Linked DNA regions of Oryctolagus cuniculus: region 1 is linked to region 2. The links are chromatin contacts, called in public Hi-C maps. All regions are on one chromosome and are shown on one strand. Each heading gives the region's core, a stretch centred on a gene start, on an enhancer-like site or on the middle of the called end of the contact. The rest is flanking DNA. Distances are from core to core; before and after follow the strand shown.

Region 1 (5,125 bases), core at 55-2,554, 150 kb before region 2:
TCTGGCTGTTGCGGAGCTGTTTCTGAGGAGTGAACCAGTGGATGGAAGACCTCTCTCTCTGTCTCTACCTCTCACTGTAACTTTGTCTTTCACATAACTCTTTTTTTAAAAAAATTGTATCTACAAGACACATTGATACTGTTAAAAACTAATTAAAATTCAAAAATATTAAAAATTTAAAGAATAAAAATACATATATTAAATCTCCCTCCCCAATAAAATGTATTGATTTGCTATTTTGGTTGTAAGACTGAAGAATCCTTAAGTGAAAAATGTATAGAAGTATTTCGTTTTACCTCTAGATGGTGCTGTGTGTTATTTTTTGTAACTACAAGTTGCCTAGTTCTTAAATTGGAAAGGTTCTTCAAGATTATCCAATTTATTTTACAGATGAACAAGTTAAGACTTGTTGAAATTTTGTTTTATTTAAGATAAAAACTCTTGTTTGTGGTAGGGCCAGTACTAATGCCTCTTTTTTAAATTTGACAAGAAAGGAGACAGAGAGAGAACTCCCATCTGCTAGTTCACTCTCCAAGTGCCTGCAACGGCAGGGGCTGAGCCAGCGCTGAAGCCAGGAGCTAGAGAATGTAGTCCAGGTCTCCCTCGTTGGTGGCAGGGACCCAAGGACATTAGCCATTACCTGCTGCCTCCCAGGGTGTGCACTGGCAGGATGCTATGGGCAGGAGCCAGATTGGGACTCAAATCCAGATACTCTGATGTGGAACTCTGAAAATTAATTTGACAGATGCTATTGAGAACCTTAAATTGTCCAAACCCTGACCTACTAGTTGAGCTTCTAGTCACTTGTGTGTAGGAAATAAGCAGAAATATGAATAATGCTTTATATTACAAAGATACAGTGACATATATTATTTGTAAATAAGACAATCATTACTTAAATTAGCTTAAGGATATGACATATTACAGGCATTTACAAACTTCTTGCCGATAATTGTAAATGGTGTAGGAAATAATCAATATAAGAGGCTAAAATTTGTAAATGTGGTATTTGAGTTATATTAAAAATATTACTGTACTTTGATGAATCTCCCAGAATATACATTGTCCAATTTTCCCCTTCAAAGTTTTCCTTTCTTCCTTCTGTGTATTATTTGACTCAATGTTAAAATGCAATTTGCATCAAGTTTTCTAACTAATACACAGTTCACACACCCAAATGTCTTGTTAGTGGCTTCTTACTTCATCCTAAAATTGGTTACTGGAATGATCCTTAGTTTAAGTGAAATACAGTCTTGCTGGCTGTCATACTCAGAGCCAGCATTCCTGTAGGAGGTGTTAGCTCGTGTGAAACTTCCTTCCTACCTCAGATCATCTTACTGGTGCAGCTCACAGAGAGCAGATTCAGTGTATGCAGTGAGAAAGGTCCAGATTTAGATTTCAGTTTTTGTCCTGGGGATTGGTTAGAAAAACAGTTAAGAATGATCATTTAGCATTCCATCTCACACTATTTATGTGTGTGATATATGGCAAATTATTTATCCTGTTTTTTTGCCCATAAAATTAAGATGGTAGCCCAGGTGGCCTGCGATGCATGGTCTAGGAGAGGGGCACAGTATTTGAAATTGTGTTGGCATTGGAAAAGCTGGGTCACATGGCTCCCATACCTTTAAGATCTCTCCTGATTTGGAAATGCTCTTCTGCATAGTGTCCCTTTATAGCAGTCTACAGAGGGAGCTCTAGGCCCTTGCTTCCCAAGCTTGCTTCTAGATCCTGCAGTCCAGAGGTCATTATTTGCTTCCATTTTCTTAGTGCGATGGTCTAAATGTTTGTGTTCCCCCAAAAATGTACATTTTGACATCCTGATGCCTAAAGTGATAGCATGAAGAGGGCAAGAACCCTAGTGAATGACATTAGTGCTCTTACAGAAGGAACCCAGAGAGCACACTTGTCCCCTCCCCCATGTGAGAACACAATGAGGCACCAGCTATGAGCCGAGTGGGCCCTCCTCCGCGATCTGTCGGCCAGCACTTTGATCTTAGATGTTCCAGCCTCCAGAACTGTGAGAAATAAACTTGTGTTACTCATAGGCATCCCAGTTTATGGTGCTTTTGTTGTCGCTGCCCGAACAGATAATGCCACTCCATTACTCAGACTAAGCACTGCTTAAGCAGTAGAGCCGGGGGCATGGAAGCTGCTACCAGCCCCTAAAAGCATGTCCCGTCTTAGCCACAGCCATAAACATGCCTGGAAGGGTGCCTTAGTGCCCCTTTATTTTCACAAGGAAATGTCAGCAGAAACTCCAGCGTCTAAATTCCTGAGTTCTCCTCATTCTGCTCAGGGCCTGCCTTGAAGTAGACAGAATACACAGCTGGCGACCTGCAAGGAGCCATCCGACAGGTGCTTCATCTGGAAGTGGCCACCTCACTGCCTGTTAGTCCAGTGTGAATGTGCTTGACTTCGGCTCTTGAAAGCTACCGCAAATTCTTTATAAAGAAATCTTTCCAAAAAGTGGCAAGAAATCCAACTGAGGGGAAAAGGAACAGAGCGGAGCACATCAAGTCCAAATGAAAACCTTACTGAGGCTACCACAAGACAGGAAGAAGTAGATTTCACCAGCGTTGTGGGAGGTTAAACTGCCCCTTGGGACGCCTGCATCCCACATCTGAGAGCCTGGGATGCAGCCTTGCCTCTGCCTCTCTTCCAGCTTCCTGCTAACGCCCTGGGAGGCAGCAGAAGATGATCCAGTTACCAGGGTTCCTGCCAGGTATGTGGGAAACTGATGGAGTGCATAGCTTTAGCCTCTCCCAGCCCTGGCTGTGACAGGAATTTGAGAAGCAAACTAGAAGTTGGAAGATTCTCTCTCTCTCTCTCTCTCTCTCTCTCTCTCTGACTTTCAAATGGAGAAAACTTTAGGAAAAAAAGAAATCGATTTCATGAAGATATCAAAGAGATATCTATAGTCTCCTGTTCATTGCTGCACTATTCACAGTGGCTGAGAAAAGGAGTCAACCTAGGTGTTCACCAACAGATGAGTGGATAAAGAAAATATCACACACACACACACACAGAAGAATACCATGCAGTCATAAGAAAGGATGGAATCCTGTCATTTACAGCAACATGGGCAGACCTGAAGATCATGTTAAGTGAAATAACCCAGGCAGATAAAGATAAATATTGCAAGATTTCACTCATATGTGGACTCTTCAAAATCTGAACTCAAGGGCTGGTGCTGTAGCACAACAGGTTAAGCATCTACCTGCAATACCAACATCCCATATGGGCGCCAGTTCAAGACCCGGCTGCTCCACTTCCAATCCAGCTCCCTGCTAATGCACCTGGGAAAGCAATGGAGGATGGCTCAAATGCTTGGGCCCCTGCACCCACATTGGAGACTCAGAAGAAGCTCCTGGCTCCCGGCTTCGGCCTGGTCCTACCCCAGCTGTTGCTGTTGCAGTCATTTGGGGAGTGAACCAGTGGATGGAAGGCCTCTCTCTCTCTCTCTCTCTCTCTGTCTCTCTCTAATAAGTAAATAAATCTTTAAAAAAACCTGAGCTCAGAAATGCAGAGGGCAGAATACTGGTTACCAGGGGCTGGGGAGGGTGAAGGAAGGAAGAGAGGAAGAGAATGGTTAACAGGTACAAACTCACACCTGACAATAGGAGTGGGTTCTGGTGTCCTATTACACAGAAGGGGGATTTTTGCCAGCAATGTCTCATCATTCAAACCAGCCAGAAGAGAGGATTTTGAATGTTCCCTACACAAAGAAATAACAAGACTTGACAGCATGACTAAATAGCATGAGTTGATCAATATCCAGTGTACCCAAGTGCCAAAACATCACACTGCACCCCACAAAAATACACAATTTATTACCTGTCCAAAAGACAACACCTTCAGTGTGTATTTCCTCTGACAGTTGCAAGGGTATGACTTTTGAACACCGCAAACGAGACTTGAACATCCTCACATTTCATGCGTCTCTCTGTTCACGCCAGCGTTTTCAAGTGTCCTGTGCTCTGGCGATAAAGTCACAAAGGCGTCGCTCGGTTTGTTTGCCCGTGCATGTTTGAGTGGCTGTTGAAAAACAGATTTCAGGTTCAGATTTGCTTTGTGACTGTTTTTAAAGTGATTTCTTTGGTCTGAGTCATAGTCCATTTTTAGCCATCCGTGTGTTTATAGGCAAACTTCTTAACATTTATCTCCGGATACTTTGAATAACTTCAAATAAAGGCATTAATAGTGAAATCAACTTTTAAACAAGAGATTGTAAAATATGCTAAATATGGGGGAAATGGTCTATGCTTTGGCCTTGTAGACAGCAAATAGTGAACAGGCGTTATTTTCTCTCAAAGTTCTTAGAGCTACTTAGAGAATATAAATATAGCAATGTGAGAAAGGCTTGTGATGCACGCATCAATAATCAGACCGCTGGTTCGAGTCCTGGCTCCTCCGCTTCTGATCTGGTTTCCTGCTAATGCACCAGAGAGGCAATCACCATGGTCCAAGTGCTTCAGCTCCCCGCCCCCAATGTGGGGTGCCTCGGATAGAGTTCCTGGCTCCTGCCTTCAGCTAGGCCCAGCCCCAGTCATTGCAGCCTCTGTGAAGTGAACCAGCAGATGGAATCTCTCTCTCTCTGATCCTCTCTCTGTTGTGCTGCTTTTCAAATAAATAAGTAAATTATAATCTTTAAAAAACATAATGATGTTATAAGATTATGATATAGATTTGTCATTTTAAACATAGCTTTTGAAAGTATTAATTAGTGAGAAGACAGAAGTCCATTCTGAGAAAACAGACTTCCAACAGCCCAGGTAGAAACTACAAAGTAATCTCTTTTCACTCAAGCTAGCCTAGGAAGGATTCTAACTTACATGATGTGTTTTGTTGGTTTATCTGATTCCTAAGCATTTTTAAGAATAAGTAAAAAGGGGCCGGCACTGTGGTGTAGCAGGTAAAGCCACCACCTGCCGTGCTGGCATCCCACAGGGGCACTGGTTCGAGTCTTAGCTGCTCCACTTCCAATCTGGCTCCCTGCTAATGTGCCTGGCAAGCAGTGGAACATGGCCCAAGCCTTTGGGCCCCTGCACCTGCGTGGGAAACCCTGAAAAAGCTCTAGCCTTCTGGCTTCAGATCAGCCCAGCTCTGGCCATTGTGGCCATCT
Region 2 (5,541 bases), core at 541-3,040:
CAAGGCTCCCTTGGTAAGAAACACATTTCCTAATCAATGCTTCTCCACTTTGGCAGTGTGGTTTAGAAAAAAAAAAAAAAGCCAAAAACACAAAAACACACACCCTCAAAGTGAAAAACCCAACCTACAAAGACCTGACCACAAGTGCATGATATGGAAAACTGGGGAAGTCTCTTCTGAACACCAGCTGTTTAGCTACCGCGGAAAACGGTTTCCTTCATGGCAGACAGAACGTGCACTGGGAAACCTCCTCCAGTTTCATGCTGTCAGAGACCCTGCCTTCAACCTGGGCCACCCGGTAGGGACTGGACTCGGGCGAACACTGTCAACCCCCAAGCAGCCTTCCCGTCTGCTTCTGAACACGGTTCTCCCACTGGCTCGTTAATGTAAAACCGAATGCTCCGAATAGCCGCGCTGGAGCACCGGGTGGGGACTCCAAGTCGCTCGGCCGCTGCCCACCCCTCGCAGGGGCGCACGGCCGGCCGGGCCACCGCCACTGCCCAGCGACGCCAGCACCCGCCTATCTCCCCGGGTGGGGGGCGGCTTTCTAACGTGGATTTCGCGTTACTCCCGATGCCAAGCGTCGCCAACACGCCAGACATGGGTAACCACACGCCCCGCACCGCCACCCTGCAGACCCTGCCCATTTCTTTCCACGTGAAGCCGGCGAATGCAAAGAATCAAGGAGCTCCCCGCCCCCAGCCCAACTACGCAATGAAGTCTCTAAGTAGGGGCTCCAAGCACCACATTCCGAAAATTCAGAGCTAGCCAAACAAAACGCCAAGGGAACCGCGTCGGTTCGCTTAAATATTGACAGATCTCACTTTTTTTTTTTTTTAAGTATCCAAGAGACGCCAAGATTTCCACACCCGCCCCTCCCCCCCGCGCCGCCTCCCTCCCACCCCTCCCCCACCCCGCCAGTCGCTTCCCGGACGCCTCCGGGATGCTACTCACCCAGCTTTTCCACCAACTTCAGCATCACCCCTCCGATGTGCACCTCTCCGGTCACTCTCAGGGTGACATCGCGGTTCAGGTCCGTCACATGCACACTCAGCTCCCACGTCCCGTCCGCGTAGCAGCCATCTGGCATCCTTATCCCGTCCAGAGCCATGGCTCCTTCCTGCGCGCGCGGAGGAAATGGCTCTCGTAAGCGTCACTCCCCCAAACGAAGGCAAAGCCCACCGTGCTCGCGGCGTCGGCCGCCGGGCTGGGGAAGCCGGAGGACCCGGTGTTGGGGGTGGGGTGGGGGGCTCCCGCGCAAACTCGGGAGCACCGCGGAGCCGCACTGGGCGCTCCGCGCTCCCGCCCCGGCCCCGAGCGGCCGCGGCCCCGCCCGCCCCACGCCGCCCCCGCCTAGCGGAGCGCAGCGGCGTCCCCTGCCTGCCGCCCGGCCGCGCCCGGCCGCGCCCGGCCCGGGGAGACGCTGCCCGGGGGCTCCACAGTCTTCGTCCCCACCCGCGCTCCCCAGCAGATTGCAGCCCCGTCCAGGCCCCTCACCGCGCGCTCCTCGCGCACCCGGCCCGGGGCTCGCCCGCAACAGGCGCGGGGGCGGCGTCCGCGTCCCGCTCCGCAGCCGGCTCAGCTCTGCCTCCTGGCCGGAGCCGCTAATGGAGTCCCGGCGCCGCGGCCCCCAGCCTGGCTCCGCGCGCTCCACCCCTCTCTCCCCGCCCCCTCAGCCCGTCCGGTCCGGGCTGGGCTCGCCGGCTCCCTCCTCCTCCTCCTCCTCCTCCTCCGCCCCGCAGAGCGGCCCGGAGCGCCTGGGGCCGACCTCGGCCCCTCCACAGCCCTCCCCGCGGCTGCGCTCCGGGCGGGGGCCGCGGACTCCGGGCTGGGGGCGGGGCGGCGGGGGGCGGCGGGGGGCGCCGGCGGCGGCGGTGGCAACCTCAGCCCCGCCGAGCGCTGCCCTTTTATGGAAATGAAGGACCAGGCGCAGGGATGGAATCCAACATCCGGGCTCTCGGCGGCGGGACCTGAGGAGGGGGAGTCCGGGCCGCTCCTCCGCCAGCCGGAGGCCGCGGCGTGAGGGAGCCGGCGGCCGCCCGGAGGATGGGGCTCGGCGCGGCGAAGTGGCCGCAGGGAATCCCCAGAGCCGTCAGATTTCGGGGAACAAAGTCCTGCCGCTTCCTCCCCAGGCCTGGAACGCGCCCCAGAGTCCCGGGGCGGTGAGGGGCGCCGCTTCCCTGGAGCCGGCGGGCCGAGTTGGGGATGTAAAAACTTTAAAAAGTGAGCGCCCAAGCCGGCTCCACGAACATGCCGCGACAGGAGGAGAAAACCCGGGGTGGGGGAGGCGAGCCACAAACGTCGCTGTGCCATGGGTGACCGGCACGGTCAGCGACTCCCACGGGACCCCGGGAGTTTGCACGAGGCCTTAACCCATTGGGAAGCTGCAGCCCGGGGCGAGTGGCGGGCGGGCCCCCTCGCTCGGGCTGAGGGCAGGGAAAACCCTTGGTGCCAAAGCGTGTCCCCGGCCTGTCCAGTCTCCGGTGCGAATCTGGACAGCTTGAGAACCAGCCGCCTGTTACGAAGATGGGTCCTGCACCGCACCGCGAAGGCCCTGCGGTGGCTCCTGCAGGGCCAGGGAAGACTGCACGGAAGGTGCAACGCCGGCCTCCGGCCTCCCTGCCTCCCCCTGCCCCCTGTGCCGACCTCGATCCCGAGGGAACTCTGTGCACAAACAGCGAACCAGGGAAACCGCTTCGCTGGCCAGTGCACGGCTCAAAATATATAGGTCAGGAAGCCTCGGGTAAGATCCGCTACGAAGGCTCCCGGTTTGCAAAGCCTCATGGCTTTCCAAACACTTCGAAGGGAAACCCGCCAGACAAAAACAAAACACACTTTGGTTCATCGACACCTCTGGGCCAGGAGGTGAGAGCCTTGAGAAAGGACTGGAACCCAAAAAGGAGTGAACGCAGCGATGCTGAGTCGGATGCCAGAGGTTTGTCACCAAAAAGTAGAGGGAACCACTGTGGGGTTACAGCGTCGTCGTCATGGAGAGACATGCCTGCAGGCTCTGCCCCTGCACTCCCCGGTTATTTCTACTGAAGGATGTTCCAGATCCTTCCTTTGGAAGCGATAAGGAGGGAGTGTTTATGTGAATTGTGCTGTTGAAAATAAACAGGAAAATGTTTTTAATAAAATAGAAAATGCCTTGCGAGGGTTTAAAAAAAAAAAAACTACATGCGACTGTAAAATCGAGAGCAAATATATTCAAAAGAAAAAGGCAGCAGGGAAATACAGCAAAACTGTTCAGAAGCTGAGCCCACTTGGTACTGCTATTTATTTGCTACAAACCACCTGACTTTGCATCCAGGTCATACCTAGAACTGGAGGCAGCATCGCAGCGTCTTTGTAGACACTCACGAGGATAGATGCTTGCAGCAGCCGCTGGACAGGAATTTCGGGGATTTCCTTTTGTGGGTTAGTAGCCCCAAAATAAAACTCGAGTTGAGAGCAAGGACTTCAAATTTTTGCACTGTCTGCAAATATCCAAGTAGCTTGGCACAAAGAACATGGAAAACATGCTGGTATCAAATCAACACAAATGTCAGACAGCCTGTCTGTCCCACTGGGGCTGTCTCATTGATGGGGAAATCCCCACTTTCCAATGTACATATTTATTTCTCCCACCCTATGCCCAAAAGATTTATAGCTACACATAAGGATGCATATACTATGAGGTAGCCTAAATTATAAGTGGCACAAAACCGAAAAAGAGACGGGCTCCGGCATTTAGAGGGGTGGGGTGGAGAGTTAGTGTAATATAAATGACATAGAATAACTACAGCTTCTCCAGCATGCCTGTATAGGACCAAATACCCATGTCCTTTCTGAAGATCACCTTCCCCTCAAAAGCTGTTGACGCTAACTGTCATGGCTCACAGACCCTTTTAATGTTCAGGATCCACATTCTAGTTCTTTCCTCACCAGCAGGAGTTACTTTCTGAACAATCTGCTGCCATAGTGCCTATGCTCTGACCCCTGGGCCAGCCTTAATCCACTTCTACAACAGAGAGGGCGTGGAATTTTAATATTGTAATACCGCCTCATTTCTAAAAATTTGAAGTTGTTTAATCACAGCTTTATAAGAGATCTTTCTAGCTTTTGGAATGCCTGCAGATTCTGTGTGAACAATGTCCAACTCACAGGAGACAGACCCTCGCCTGGGTCTCCCTGGAGAGATATTTAGATCAGGATGGTACTGCTGGTCCCTCAGGGCCTTCTTTGTCAATATTTCAAGCTGCTGCTTGCCTTGAAGATGAAAGAGGAGTCAGACTCAAATCTCTGACACTGGGATTTTTTTTTTTTTTTCTGGTTCATCAAGTGAGACCTTTAAGTGCATTTCTCAAATGCTTGCTTCCACCTAAGATTTTCCAGTGCATTCTAATGTAGAATTTTATCGGCAACCCCCCACTGGAATCTCTAAGACAATGCAATACTTGTGGTACTTACATCATACTGAAAAGGAGCCGAGAACTCCAGTGTTTGGAAGAACAGCTCAAGCTTTGAAAGCAGCAATATCCAAATAAGGTTCCAAGCACTGGACTTCGATGTAGACCGTCCGACACCTCGCAGATCTGCCGTCACATGCAGCGCTGGGGCTTGGTAATCCTCGGGTCCACTTCGGCTGTTTCTCTGTGCTGGCTTTGTGCTTTAAAAGGTGATTTCTTCAAGATTCATATACAATGTAATCCCTGCGTTTGGAAGCAGGAGCCAGGTTGGCAGCAGGAGAAACTAAGAGAGGGTTTGTATGAGTATAAATGCAGGGCGGAGGTGCTTAAAGTTGCAATATAAGGTCAGCCAAATGAAATGTATCGAATTATTCCTGTGCAATGCTAGGTGAGCAGAATTTGGTCTTTGGCTTGGAGATTGTCTGAGTGGGGAACGCTCTGATAAAACTAGGGAGCCCTTAGAAATCAAGGTGGGGGGGTGGGACGTGAGAAGGAGAGGAACGTTGCAGAGCCACTTTTTTTTTTTTTTATACTAGAAGTAGCAGTCCTTGTCGGTAGCACAGAACGGACTGGCAAACTGAGAAGCAAGAACTGCTTGGAACTGGGCTGCTCTCACCCAGACCAAAGAAGGCTCTGAGATAACACGGAAAGCTCTGCTTCCAGGGCAAAGAAGTGCACTCCTTGCATTTACTGCTTTGGGAACAGAAAGTTTTTGTAGGAAGCCGTGCTGGATGATTCTTGGTTTCCCTTCTAAGTTCGAACGTCAGGAGATACTGAGAAATGTTCACACACACTCACACAAGCGTGGTAGCAAGAAAGGCACTGAGGCAGACTTACAGATACGTACTCCACGTCACAATCTGTGCAGAAACAGCTATCTAATGTAGGAGGCTCGTATTTAAAACATCAGAGGAGGGCCTTTGGTGCAGCGGTTAAGACGCGGCTTGGGACGCCTGCATCCGTGTGCGGTAGCTAAGATGCGGCTCGGGACGCCTGCATCCTGTGTGCGGTAGCTAAGATGCGGCTCAGGATGCCTGCATCCCATATTGGAAAGCTTGGGTTCAAGCCCAGTGCTCTGCTCCTGACTTCAGCT

The links. A called contact is a pair of places that touch in the nucleus more often than the background predicts.
Region 1: a Hi-C map of embryonic fibroblasts shows a contact between it and region 2, with 6 times the contacts expected there. The contact joins the enhancer-like site here to the promoter of FERMT2 in region 2. A contact is called at or near these places in 5 of 6 Hi-C or Micro-C datasets (ear pinna, embryonic fibroblasts, psoas muscle and 2 more).

What each region holds. Positions count from the first base shown.
Region 1 is chr12:23,565,475-23,570,599 of mOryCun1.1, reverse strand. No RefSeq gene overlaps it. Among named protein-coding and RNA genes, the nearest start is that of GNPNAT1, 29 kb to the left of the region's middle. Within about 2 kb of position 1,304, at least 2 of the 8 cell types and tissues checked have an H3K27ac peak or open chromatin away from gene starts, as enhancers often do.
Region 2 is chr12:23,416,734-23,422,274 of mOryCun1.1, reverse strand. FERMT2 (FERM domain containing kindlin 2) reads right to left here and starts at 1,790. Exons shown (of 15, transcript XM_051822203.2): 1 at 1,498-1,790; 2 at 955-1,120. The coding sequence starts at 1,111.